2 separate regions of the Mus musculus genome follow, and region 2 is linked to region 1. A link is a contact called in public promoter capture Hi-C data. All regions are on one chromosome and are shown on one strand. The core of a region is the stretch at or near the end of the contact, and the rest is flanking DNA. Distances in the headings are between cores, read along the strand shown. Region 1 has its middle 5.9 kb from the start of Gm38794. Region 2 holds the start of Rab19 (RAB19, member RAS oncogene family).

Region 1 (6,998 bases), core at 1,195-3,694:
TACACATACACATATACACAGACATACACACACACATGTGGATGCACACAAAGATAGCTTACTCAGCGTGAACATATCTGGAGAGCAATTTTCCAGCTTCTCTTGGATGTGAACCTCAGACCACTGAGTTCCTTCTGAAGGCCCTGGGTTTTGGAGGCTCTTCCATGAGGAGATAATGCCACTCTAGATAGTAATGTCACTTTGACCTGAAGTTAGCCTCTCTGCAGATTCCAACTGTGCGTGCTGGCCCTGAGAGTTATTCTAGGTGAATTTCCATATCATACTTTCACTGAAGAATGATAGCTTTTTAAAAATGGTAGCTTTTGAAGTGCTGTTATATTTGCCTTCTTAGTAGATCAGGAAGGTTCTTTTCCAGGTAATAGTGTTAAGACAAGAGACTGAGGCATCTTCTATAAGAAGGATAAGAGCCTCTGAGGATAAGAAAGAGAAGCTGTAGGGGCAGTTCCTTTTATATAGGAACACAAGGAAGAATGGAGGGGGAAAGGCAAACTTTCCCCATATACGTACACTGAGGATCCACCCATGTGAACACACAGACAGAAGCATGTCGAGCACAAACTCTCTCCCACCCCATTTTGCTTCCACTCCTACAAGATCCACTGAGAGGTCAGTAAGAGCTCATGAGGTTCCAGAACTGGGAGCTGTGTACCATAAAGTAAATGAAACCTAGTTATCAGACTCTGGACATGCAGAGGCATCTCCCTGTGCCCTAGGTGGGGCCTAGCAATGTGTTTACATCATGCCACTTAAAATTGCTTCTGGGCGGGGCTGGAGAGATGGCTCATCAGTTAAGAGCATTGGCTGTTCTTCCAGAGGACCTGGGTTCAATTCCCAGCACCCACATAGCAGCTTACAATTGTCTGTAATCCAGCTCGAAGTAATTTAACACCCTCATACAGACATACATGCTGGCAAAACACCATATAAAATAAAATAAAAGTAAGAATAAATAAATCATTAAAAATTAGTTTCTGGGCTGGAGATCACATCAGCAGTTAAAAGTGCCTGCCTCCAACCCAGCCTGAGGACCTGAGATCCCTGGGACCCACGTGGTAGGAGGAGAAAACAGATCCCCACAGCTTGCCTCCTGACCTCCACCCACCAAACCATTACATGTGTATGCATGCATGCCTAGACACTCTCTCTATAAATAAAATGCAAAAAGAAAGTTTCAAAGCATATTTGAATGGGCATTGTGTAAACCTGCTGTCTCTTTCCGTTCTGACTCCATCTCCATAACGCCCGTCTTAGGTTTGAATACATATGAGTAGGAAAACACACTGATGACCTCTACCTAAGGACATCTGGATCAACTGTTATTTTGTTTGGGTTTTGTGTGACATGTTTTTATAGTTTGCAGGCAGGTCTGTGTATAGTTATGCTATTCTTAGCTGTCCTAGGGCAGTAATGGCTACCAGGTGGTGGTTTACAAATGTGCTGGTTAGTTGTCAACTTGACACAAGCTTGAGTCTTCCAGGAAGAAGGAACCTCAATGGAGAGGATGCCTCCAACATCCTTGCTTGTGGGCAAGTCTGTGGGGCATTTTCTTGATTAATGATTGATGTGGGAGAGCCCAGCCTGCCGTGGGTGTGGCTGTGGGTGGGGCCACCCCTGGACATTTGATTGTGGATGCCATAAAAGACCAAGCTAAAGAAGCAATAGGGAACAAGCCAGTAAGTAGTATTCCTCCATGGCCTCTGCCTCCTGCCTTTATTTCCCTTCACGATGGATTGTACCCTATACGATTAAACAAGTGTTTTCCTCCCCAAATTGCTTTTGGTCAGTGTTTCATCACAGCAACAGAAAATACATTGAGACAGCCAGTAAATATTTAACATCAGGGTTGCCAATATTTGCCAGTTCCCATGGTGTAAATAGTTCTATTATGGGCTATTCCAGATTATCACTGTGATATCACTAATGGGAGTTAAGAAGGGTAGCACACGGTTATAGTAAAATATAGTGACATAATTAGGAACTGATAAGTTTGGGGTACTTATCTTTAAAAATGTATCTTTTGTTTCCTATCACTTAATTATGTTAATATAACTTATATAATATTATAATATGTATAAGTGTAATTTAAAATTTTCAAAAGGTAGTGTTTAATAACTGCCTCCTCAAACTTTTCATATTAAACATTTGGGTGGTATATTAGTTATTTATTGCTACAGCATAAATTACTCCATCATTTAGTGGAGTTGGGTACCAGTTAGGCTTATCTGAAGTTGGCTCGATATAGTGAAGGGGGCAAGTTCTTCCCCAAACTCACACAAGAGCTTGTTGGTAGGATCCTGTTCCTCAGGGGTCAATGACCTGAAGACCTCAGCTCCTCACTGGCTACTGGCTGGAGGCCCTGGGTTCCTCGTCAGGTGGGCTTTTTCATGGTGCAGCTCGTGACATAGCAGTTGGTTTCTGTCAGTGAAGAAATGAAAGAGGAAGCAGGGGAAGCAGGATGGGAGCTACAGTCTTTCTGTGCCCCAGTGTGAGAAGTGGCATTCCATCATTTCTGCTGATTCCTTTTAGTTTAGAGTCACTTAGAATTCATGGGCGCGGGGGTGGGGTGGAGTGGTGTGTGTGTGTGTGTGTGTGTGTGTGTGTGTGTGTGTAGGGGGCTGGCCCATAGGAGGAAGGGATTATAGAAGGGTGTAAACACCAGAGGGATGATATCATTGGAAGCCATTGTAGGGGCAGCCAGCTACTGAGGGGACTGGCTATTTTAATAAAGCTTAAATATGCCCTTTTTTGGGGGGTGTGAAGACAGAATTTCATACAGTCCAGAAAGGAGGTCCTTGAATTGGCCACGTAGCTGGGGGATGACTTTGAATTCCTTCCTGATCTTCCTGTGTCCATCTACTGAGTGAGAAGAGTTAGGTGTGTGCAACCATGCCTAGTTTACATGGTGCTAGAAATCAAATCCCGATCTTGTAGATGCTAAGCAAATTCTGCCAGATGACCGACAGCCCTAGGCCTTGAATATATGACTTTGGCTGCAATTTAGAAAATGTTTTGAGTATCTCAGTATAAACAGGCAAGGCATATGGAAACTTAATTTGCATATAGATGAAAGCTGCCTTCATCTGTCAACAGTGAATGTATTTAAGTGAAGCATGGTGGCACATTCCTGCAGAGCCACATTCCTGCAGACCCAGCACTTGGGAGGCTGAAGCAGGAGAATATCAAGTTCATGGCCAGCTTGGACGACATACTGAAGCTGTATCCAATATATATATGTGTGTGTGTGTGTGTGTGTGTGTGTGTGTGTGTGTGTGTATATATATATATATATATATATATATATATATATGTATATATATACACATATACACATATACATATATATACAATATAGAATATTATATATATGTATATATGTGTGTATATATATATATGTGTGTGTGTGTGTGTGTGTGTGTGTGTATGAGCGAGAGAAGGAGAGGGAGAGGAGAAAGGAGAGGGAGAGGGAGAGAGAGAGAAGCTGGGAAGACAGCTGACAGCTGATTGGGTAAAGGCACTTGCTGCCAAGCCTGATGGCCTAAATTCAATCTCCAGGACATACAAGGTGGCTGGGAGAAAAACCCAAAACAAACAAACCCAAAAACAATTCCCACAAGTTGCAAGTTGTCCTTTTATATCACACACACACACACACACACACACACACACACACACACACACACACACTAAAAAATAAAAGAGAGGCACACTCTGAAGGAAATAAGGAATAGGTTTAAACTTGTGAGACCTCAGTCAGAGAAGTACAAGTCACATAAACATATGAGAGAAACAGTTTAAAGACGGCAGCAGTAAAGACCGCAGAAGTGACAGTGTGGAGCTGGTCGTATTATGTCTGTAGCTCAGAGCAATTGTAATTAGCTCCTGCAGAAGAAAATTGGAATTGCCTTGGAATCTTACGGCTCAGATATAAAAAGATGCTAAGTGAAGCCATTCCCAGAATTTAACAATAATTATAAATATTTACATAATGTTACTACTAATGGTTTGTGCAATGGAAACTTTCTTAAGTTATCTCTATCTATCTATCTATCTATCTATCTATCTATCTATCTATCTATCTATCTATGTTTTTCAAGATAAGGTTTCTCTGTGTAGCCCTGGCTGTCCCAGAACTCTCTGTAGATCAGGCTAGACTTGAACTCAGAAACTCGCTTGCCTCTGCCTCCCAAATGCTGGGATTAAAGGCTGAATTACCTTGCTGCTCCCTATTCTTAAGAATGGTATTTCCCCCATCTACTTGGGAGGCTGAGCTAGGAAAAGGGTGAGTTAGATATCAGGGTGAGCACCACAGCAAAACTCCTGGCTCCACAAAAGGTATGCAAAGCCGTCATATGAAAATGTGATTTAAAAAAAAAGTTTGTTACCAACAAAATTTGACTTAAAAAACCAAATTGTATATGTGTGTGTGTGTGTGTGTGTGTGTGTGTGTGTGTGTGTGTGATGGTCAGAGGACGATTTATAGAGCTGGTTTTCTCCTGCCATGTGGACTCTGAGGCAAGCTTGGGTTTGGCAGGCTTGATGGAAGGCAAGCGCCTTTACCTACTGAGTCATGCTGCTGGTCCCCAAACTTGATATACATTTTCATTCTAAGCTGATACATATTTTCCTCCCTCCCTCCCTTCCTTCCTTCCTTCTTTCTTTCTTTCTTTCTTTCTTTCTTTCTTTCTTTCTTTCTTTCTTTCTTTCTTTCTTTCTTTCTTTCTTTCAAGATTTATTTATTATATATAAGTTCACTGTAGCTGTCTTCAGACACACCAGAAGAGGGCGGCAGATCTCATTACAGACGGTTGTGAATGTGAGCCGCCATGTTGTTGCTGGGATTTGAACTCAGGACGGTTGGAAGAGCAGTTGGTGCTCTTAACCCCCCCCCAGCCATCTCTCTAGCCCCGATACATATTTTCATTACTTAATTTGATACTTCTTTTCCTTTTCTCCCTTCTACTTTTCTTTCCTTTCCTCCCCTCCTCTCCCCTTCCTTCTTCTTCCCTTCCCTGGCCTTGATCTTCAGAGCTGCCAAAATTAAATACATAAACAAATCATCTAGAACTCCCAGTACTTAAATTATGATCTACTTAAGCATTCAAGAGAGATTTATTTACTTTGAGACATGGTCTCAGGGTGAGTTCAGGGAATGTTTAGCACCCTGGGCCTCAGCTTGGGTTGGGTAATCATTCCCACTCTTTCAGTGATGCACTGGGCAGCCCAGCTCCATTAGCTGTGCACACACCCCCGTCTCTGCATAAGGAACTCCACACTGCATCAGCCTATCACCACACCCTCTCTGAACGATGGCATAAGTTTCTACTCGCCTAACAAATTTAGATAGTTCCTATTCAAATATATTCTCCATGTTTCTCGGTAGAAAGAATGGAAAAGCTAATCCGGCTTGAACTGGTTTCTATGCATGCACCATACTGCCAAAATGGATCCTCAAGTGACTTTTAGGGGAGAATCCTGTGTTTACCATTTTATACCTGTGCATAATTGGGTTTGCATATGATTAAAATCAGATTCATTATGGGAAGGGATATGCACAGTAGAAAAATGATTATATGCCTTAATATAGCAATCAAAACAGAGAAACACCCTCACAGGCATGCTACCAAGCCACTTCCCCAGCTCAAGTAGATATACTTTAAAAATTGTTTTGTATATGACAAGATCATTTTCAATAATATTCACAAAATGAAACAAATAAGCAGAAAAAAAAAAAGACCCAAAACAGACAAGGACTGTTCATGCCAGCATAAAAATATATGTTGGGCTGGTGAGATGGCTCAGTGGGTAAAGACTCTGGATGACAAGTCTGAGGTTGTGAGTATGAACCTCAAGACACATGGTGGAAGGCAGGAAATGACCCGCCAAGTTGTCTTTTGGTCTCCACCTATATGCTATGGTACCTACATACATGTGCGTGCATGCACAGGTAACTTTAAAATATATCCTTAACAAATTTTTTAAAAACCGGACCAACCCTCCCTACTACACTCCCACCTGCAGCACTGATGAAGACCTGAGACTCAGGCTGGCCTAGAGTTCTCTGGGTAGCTAGGAATGACCTTGAACTCCCCATCTTCCGGGTCTTACTTCTCAAGTGCTGGATTATATCTGTACATTTTGTCATGTACGCAATGCCAGGTGTATCGGTCTGATCGGCTATCAGACGACCTCTGGGGGCTCTGTTACCACCGTGTTGGATTCATGTTATGTATGCATACCCCTCACTTTTGGATTATTTAATACAAGGATAGACCCGCCCAGAGCTCCAATTCTCTTCTACCTGTTAAAGTTACCTGTTAAAGCTGCATCTCTAGCTCCTAGAAAAGAGTCCAAGGACCGGAACATGGTAGTGCTAGTCCCGCCCCCACCCTCCCCTCCTCCAGGCTGGCCTCAAACCTGAGATGTTTCTGCCTCAGTCTCCACAGAGCTCTCACCCAGGCAACACACGCAAGTTCCCTGTTTTCTTTTTACCTGCCATTACTATTGGTCATTCTCAGGTTCCATTTCTCTTTCTTATGTAGCTCAGGCTGGCCCCGGCTCTCTATGTAGCCAACGATGCCTGGCAATACATTCGCTCCCAGGTGCTGGGATTCCAGGGGAGCACCATCGCAGCTGGTCCTGTGCCATGTCCTGGAAATGTCACGGAGTCCTTATGCATTTCTGAATATTGTTTTTCTTTCTTTTTTAATATTTATTTTTATTTTATGATTCTGAGTGAGGATCTGTATGTATGTGTGTGTATCACGTGCTGGAGATCAGAAGAGGTCAGACAACTCCGGGCTGCAGGCTTGTTAGCAAGCATCTTTACCTGCCAAGTCATCTCACTGACTCTACAGGTTTTGTCACTATAGTTTTGAGGTTTTTTTTCTAGCTGTGGTGTCAATTCACTGCTCTCATCAGATAGTAGACCTGTTTGTGGTAAAGGTCTACTTACCACAAACAGGTCACTTAAGCTTAGG
Region 2 (6,998 bases), core at 2,208-4,707, 160 kb before region 1:
AGCCTGTGCATGTAATTGTCCTGGATTCTCCAGTGCTTATCTGTGCGCACAAGGACCTCCTGCCCTCTACACGTGTATAGGGGGAGCAGAGGTTCTCCTTCTGAGGAAGGCTCAGGTCACCAGACTAGGTAGGCATCAAGCTGTCATGCGGGGACTGACTTTGTTCTTATAAAATTGGTGAAGCAGGTTTTGTTCTGGTCTGTGGCCACATTTTATGTTTGCTCATTGTTTTTTTTTTTTTTTTTGGTTTTTTGGTCTGTCTGTCTGTCTGTCTGTTTGTTTGTTTGTTTGTTTGTTTATTTATTTATTTATTTATTTTGGTTTTTCGAGACAGGGTTTCTCTGTGGAGCCCTGGCTGTCCTGGAACTCACTCTGTAGACCAGGCTGGTCTCGAACTCAGAAATCTGCCTGCCTCTGCCTCCCAAGTGCTGGGATTAAAGGTGTGCGCCACTACTACGCCTGGTGCTGGTTGTTTTCTTACACATTTATCCACATTTTTTTTTCATATTAAGGAATCTAGTCCTTTCTCATATTGCAAATATTTCTAGTTCCTCAATCTTCTTTTGACTGTTTATCCTATTTTTAGACTGCAGAAATTATGACCTTTAGGTAGACTTAACAATATACTCTTTAATGCTTCTGACTCTGGCCAACTAAAGCAATGACACTACCCCCGTGTCTCCTCTTACCTTCACTTTCTTGCCGTCTATCTCGAGGGAGCGCACGGTGAAGTCCACCCCAATGGTGTTCTGCTGGGACTCACTGTAGACTCCAGATTTGAAATGCTGAACCACACATGTCTTCCCCACGTTGGAGTCCCCAATAAGGATGACCTTGAACAAATAGTCCACATTCTCATCTGATGTCCTGGATGAGCTGGAGAACTGCATAGCTCTGGCTTCCTGGAACAGACCCAGGGAAGAAAGACAGCATTTTGCTTTTTGTTTTCTAAGAAGCACCTACCAGGATCCAGGGCTGAGATTACCTTCATTTTCTTGCTGTAGAAGAAGAAAAGCTATGGTAGTTGTGGCTTTCACAGGGCAAATATTCTAATGGGTGCCAGCAACTGGTCAGCAGTAGGGAGTTGCCCCATAAATCCACACCCTAGGTAGAGGTGGACACCAAAAGCCATTCTTTGATGAGAACAGCATTTAGTCAACTCTACCCAATTATAGACCTGAGGAAATCTCCGTCCTGGAGATGAGGTGCCCAAAGACTGGGATAGTGGAGGTAATGCCTCCAGGAATCACTTTCTAGTCATCACTCAGGAGGAAGATGTGCTCCAGCCACGAAAAGACTCAGTCAACCCACCACAACTGGCAAGATCTGGCTGAGAGACCAGTTTAAGGAAGACTCCCGAGTCTGTGAGTATACATGAGTACAATTGCTGAAGGGGCTACTAGAGGGATTGGGTGCCCTGGAACCAGAGCGACAGGTAGTTGTGAGCTTGACTTGGATGCTGGGAATTGAATTGAGGTGTTTTTAGCCTCAGAACCATCACTCCATCACCTACGTGGTCTTTTTATTCTGGGTAGTACTCCATTTTTCTAAACCAGGAAATTAGAATTTTGAGGATATTCAAAATTAAAAATGTAATTAGAATGATAAGGCAAGGCCAAGTGTGGTGACATACAAATTTAATCCCAGCACTCAGGAAGCAGAGGTAGGAGGATCTTTATGAGTTCAAGGCTAGCCTGGTATACATAGCAAGCTCCAGGATAGCTAAGGCTACATAGTGAAACTCATGGTGGGTGTGTGTGTGTGTGTGTGTGTGTGTGTGTGTGTGTGAAAGAATGCTATGCGAAATTTATTTTTGTTCTTGTTTTTGTTTGTTTGTTTGTTTGTTTGTTTTTTTCAAGACAGGGTTTCTGTGTAGCCCTGGCTGTCCTGGAACTCACTCTGTAGACCAGGCTGACCTCGAACTTAGAAATCTGCCTGCCTCTGCTGGGATTAAAGGTGTGTGCCACCACTGCCTAGCTCGCTATGGGAAAATTGACTGTGGGAAAGAAAATAACTCATTAAAGGTTTCTAGTGATGGTATTTGCCAAACTTTATGAGAATTACCTATTATAGACCTGTGTGTGTGGTGTGTATACATATATATTCAACGCCGTCTTCCAGCCTCTGTGGGCACTGCATGCATGCAGAACAAAGACATATATATTCAGACCAAACACCCAGACACATAAGATTTAAAAAAAAAAAATTAGAAAACTTTTTTTAATATCATGTGTTCAAGGTGAATGGCAGCTGAGGATGACACATGAGGTTGGCCTCTGGCTGCCACGTGATGTATACACATATGAACACACACAATTAAAAATTAAAACAGCAGATACACATGTGCATGTTTCCCAGGAGAATATGATGATGTTTGAGACCCAACAGTCAATACATCAATCACTGGAAACAACTGCATCCCGGCTTTCAGCATCTTTCGATCCATAGACCCCTGTGCTTATATAGCTTCAATCAAAGAACTCCATTTCTCTTCAATACAGTTGTGCACAGGGACAGCTCTACATTCCATAGTCTGAAACCCATCTCCCCATGGGATTCCTATCTGTCAATCTCGGAGCACCCCTCCCACCCCCATGTCCCCACCCCCACCCCCTCCCGCTTTGCAGCACATCGAATTCCTAGTCCATATAACAACTCAGCAGACATTTGAAACAGAAAGCATATTCCTGTAAGGGCAGGTACTTAGGCATTTAAACTGTCCTTCACATATTTAGTTAGGTCTCTCCTCCAAATATCTCATGAGACCAAAACACCCCCTTTGATGATTGGATTTGAGGTTGAGTAAATTGCTCCTACCTTGTGACACCTTCATTTCTCCCTGATTTATTCTTTGTTTTTTTTTTTCTAATGACATAAAAAAGGCCATGTCTATATTGGCAGACAAATAAAAATGCACACAAATATCCAGTCTATATGTAGAAACCAAAGGCTTTAAGGAGGTAAAGAATGGTCTAGTACTTCTGTTTTTGGATGCCCCTGGAATCGCACAGAAAACTGATCCAGCAGACAAGAGACACAATCAAACCATTTTTTTCCCCCTTCCGCATCTTTTCAACTGAAGAAAGCCATTCTACTTCCGGCATCTTATCACCGTAACTTGAGCCGAAACCTTGTTTCCAAGTCCCCTTTCTCTTCCTCCCTGCAAAGTGCCCGGGACTCTACAAAGGCTCCCTTTAAGCAAGCATATAAGCCCTGCAAGGAGAAGCCCGCAGAGTCCTCCCAGACAAAACCATCCCACAACCCCGCACCCTTCACCTCCTGGGTCCACCTGTTGCTTACCTGGGCACTCTTTCACCTCTCTGGTGAGCAGGTAGTTTTTGCTTTTTCTTCTGCTTTCCTCTGCAGCCCTCCGTCGTCTCCTTCGTCCTCTTGTCTTGCAGCGCAGTGGGAACTCAAGTTCCGGCCCCTGGAGTCAAGTTCGGTGGACAGAGAAAGCGAAAGGGAAACAAGGGCAATCCCTCCCACTTGCAAGGAGCCTGAAGCCCCAGGTGAGGTGCTGGCCAGGTACAGGGCCCAGCGCAGACAGCTAGCTTTCCTGCCAGTGTTCATCAGATCAGGAGAAAGCACAGAGAAGAATCGCCTTTCACTCAACAGACACCCGCTAAGCTACCCTGTTCCTTCTTTTGCTCTGCATCCTTCATCGAACATCCTTCCTGATCCGCTTGTTTGGCTGGGCTGAGCGGCTGTTAACTGAGATGACCGCGACTTAAAGGAAGATACTGATCTGGGTCTTGAGTGACTTGTTTTGAGAAGAAAGGAGGTGCTCAAGCAACTTAACAAAGTAAAGCGAGGGTCCACAAGATGCCTCCATAGGTAAAGGCTGCCAAGCTAGAAGACCTGAGTTCTAGCTCCAGGACCCAGCTAGTGGCAAGTTGTTCTCTGACCACACATACATGCATGAAGACAGGTACACATGCCAAATAGATACAAGCAAAAGAAAAAAAAAATCCCAAACCAACCAAACAAAAAGGCCCCAAATTAAAAGAACGTAGTGCAGTTGGGGATTTAGATTAATGGTAGAATATTTGCCTAGGAAGTGCAAGGTCCTGGGTTCTGTTTCTAGCCCTAAAATAAAATAATGAATAAAATAAAGGTGCTTTACTGCATGTGGGGGGTGTAGGGAGAGAGTGTTATGTAGAACTTTTACCACACAGCAGAGGCTAATTTTTAAGTGTGAGAAAACTTAGAGCCAATTAGTCCTTGATGCTGGCAGTAAGAGCAAAGATCTGAGGTAAATTTCCTATTTCTACCCAAAGACTCTATCAATTCTAGACTTTGATAATTAACTACCTTCAGAGCCTATCATAAGAACTAGATTGTCAAGCTGGAAAGATGGCTCCATGGATAAGAATGCTTACTGTTCTTCTTGAGTTCAGTTCCCAGCGTTCTTGTCATGCAGGCCTGAAATGGGAGATGATTGTTCCTCATTCAAGAACATCATGTCAAGCCGGGTGTGGTGGCACACGCCTTTAATCCCAGCATTTGGGAGGCAGAGGCAGGCTGATTTCTGAGTTTGAGGCCAGCTTGGTCTACAGAGTGAGTTCCAGGACAGCCAGGGCTACACAGAGAAACCCTGTTTCGAAAAACAAAACAAACAAACAAACAAACAAAAAAGAACATCTTGTCTGTGATGCCTTCAAATAACCTTTAAGTTGTGACTCATCTTAACCCATCCACACGATTTTTTCAAGAATCTCTCTTTTAAGCAAGGTAACCCAACATTATGTTAGTTTCTCACTCTGTCCAGAGAAAAAGACACTGTCACATGCTGCTGCTGGCTGTGGCTTTCAGAGCCACTGTCACATGTATAACTTGGAAACTGGTTGTAGGTCAAGATACACCGCAAATGTGTGGGCTGGGGCAGGAAACGAAGACTTGCAACGTCAGTGTCAGAGAGGGGAGCTGCAAACGGTTTCTTGTTTTGTTTTTGATCGCTGTTTAAGGCAACTGTCTCAGACCCAGCCCGCATCACACACTGGGAGAGCACCTAGAGGTGGAAATCAAAGACCCATCCGAGGCCTTTCTACTTCATTTTTATTTTTTTTCAATCAATTAATTAATCCTTACTTATGTGAATGAGTGTGTTAATCTATGTGTGCCTGCCATACGTTCGGGTGCCCAAGGAGACCAGGAAAAGGCATAGGATTGCTTGGAACTAGAGTTATGGCAGGTTGTGAGCTGCCTGGTCTGGGTGCTGGGGACTGAGCTCAGGTTTTTAGAACAGCAGCTGCTCTTAATCTCTGAAACACCCCCAGCACCGTCATCTCCTCTTCAACTTCCCTTTAAATCCACAAGAGGAAGGCTGAACCGCATACAATCTGGAAATCTACTTACTAGGTTTTGCTTTTTGCCCACATCCTCTTCTACCCCAGGCGCTTCCTTGGCAACCTAGGTGGGTGTGTCCCTCCCTTACCTGACTCTCCCTACTTGTTTCTTCTTTTATTTTGCAGTGTAAGGTATTTGGCTTGCACATATGTCTGTGCACCACGTGCATGCCCTGTGCTGGAGGAGGTCAGATCCCCTGGAGTTATAGACAGATGTGAGGTACCATGTAGGTGCTGGGGATTTAACTCAGGTTCTCTGGAAGAGCAACCAGCTCTCCAGCCCCCGCCCCCTTACGGTGTGCACCTAAGCTGTAAAACAAACAAATAATAAACTGTGTTTGGGGCTGCTGAGTTACTTTTAGGTGACCCTAAGACTTTCTGCATTAGCTCATTACTCCAGCGTCTCCTCTGCTGGGGGATCTTGGGTCTATTGCTGTGGCTTCAGTTTTCCTAACCAAAACCCTTCAGGGTTTTAGTAAAGTTTAGCTAAAAGCTGGTCTGTAAGTCAAGAAGAGTTTGGTGGATGTCACCGAAGACATAAGATTAACTGTGAAATGAACCCAGGTCCAGGAGTGCCTTTTGTAGACCAGGCTGGCCTCGAACTCAGAAATCCGACTGCCTCTGCCTCCCGAGTGCTGGGACTAAAGGCGTGCGCCGGGTGGAAGCGTTCTTACTACCTGGCCTTGGATGCCCTGAAAGAGGAAACTGGGTGGTAGCACGGGAATCTTCCTTCTCTCCTCTTTCTCCTCCTCCACGTCTTCCTCTCCCCCTTTCTATTTTTATTTATGTGTTTTTGTATGTCTCTGTGTGTGTCATGTTCACGGAGGCCAGATGAGGGTGTCAGGTCCTCTGGAACTAGAGTGTGAGTCACCATGGAACCAAATCTAAGTCTCCTAGATGGGCAGTCACTGCTCTTAACTGCTGAGCCGTCTCTCCAGTTCCATTTTTTAAAAAATGATTTATTTATTTTTATTATATGTAATTACACTGTAGCTGTCTTCAGACACTCCAGAAGAGGGAGTCAGATCTCATTACTGATGGTGTGAGCCACCATGTGGTTGCTGGGATTTGAACTTCGGACCTTCAGAAGAGCAGTTCTTACCCACTGAGCCATCTCACCAGCCCTCTACAGTTCCATTTTTAAAAATGCACAGATGTGGGCTGGTGAGATGGCTCAGTGGTAAGAGCACCCGACTGCTCTTCCGAAGTCCAGAGTTCAAATCCCAGCAACCACATGGTGGCTCACAACCATCTGTAACAAGATCTGACGCCCTCTTCTGGAGTGTCTGAAGACAGCTACAGTGTACTTACATATAATAAATAAATAAATCTTTTTTAAAAAAAAAAATGCACAGATGTATGTATGTACGTACATATGTATGTATTTAATCATCTTTCCAGCTACGCTGCTGGGGATCTTAATACGAACTATTTATTTTGGTGCAATGGCAATGGGGTGCAGAGCTGTGAATACAAACAGGTGAATGACTATTCCTACCTATATGGACAACTGCATTTAATTAAACAAGAGTCTAAAACAGAATAACGCCTCCTCTTGAAAAAATGGTCAGCCTATCGGTTCTTCTCAAATGATATCTCTCACTCGTTGCTTTTCTCCGCTAACATTTCTGGACCTAGTCCCTTCCTGCAGGA

What was found. Promoter capture Hi-C pulls out the DNA fragments that hold promoters and counts their contacts.
Region 2: a contact with region 1 is called in a promoter capture Hi-C map of macrophages, with 5 read pairs. The contact joins the promoter of Rab19 here to the enhancer-like site in region 1. A contact is called at or near these places in 2 of 39 promoter capture datasets (macrophages and neural stem cells), 2 of 115 datasets of contacts at active chromatin or transcription factors (bone marrow-derived macrophages and embryonic stem cells) and 4 of 9 other capture datasets (adipose tissue, embryonic trunk, liver and 1 more).

The regions. Positions count from the first base shown.
Region 1 is chr6:39,218,132-39,225,129 of GRCm38.p6, reverse strand. No RefSeq gene overlaps it. Among named protein-coding and RNA genes, the nearest start is that of Gm38794, 5.9 kb to the left of the region's middle. Within about 2 kb of position 2,444, at least 19 of the 459 cell types and tissues checked have an H3K27ac peak or open chromatin away from gene starts, as enhancers often do. A contact at or near this core is called in bone marrow-derived macrophages and macrophages, where this site is marked.
Region 2 is chr6:39,377,812-39,384,809 of GRCm38.p6, reverse strand. It overlaps Rab19 (RAB19, member RAS oncogene family), which reads right to left and starts at 3,457. Exons shown (of 4, transcript NM_011226.2): 1 at 3,301-3,457; 2 at 690-902. The coding sequence starts at 890.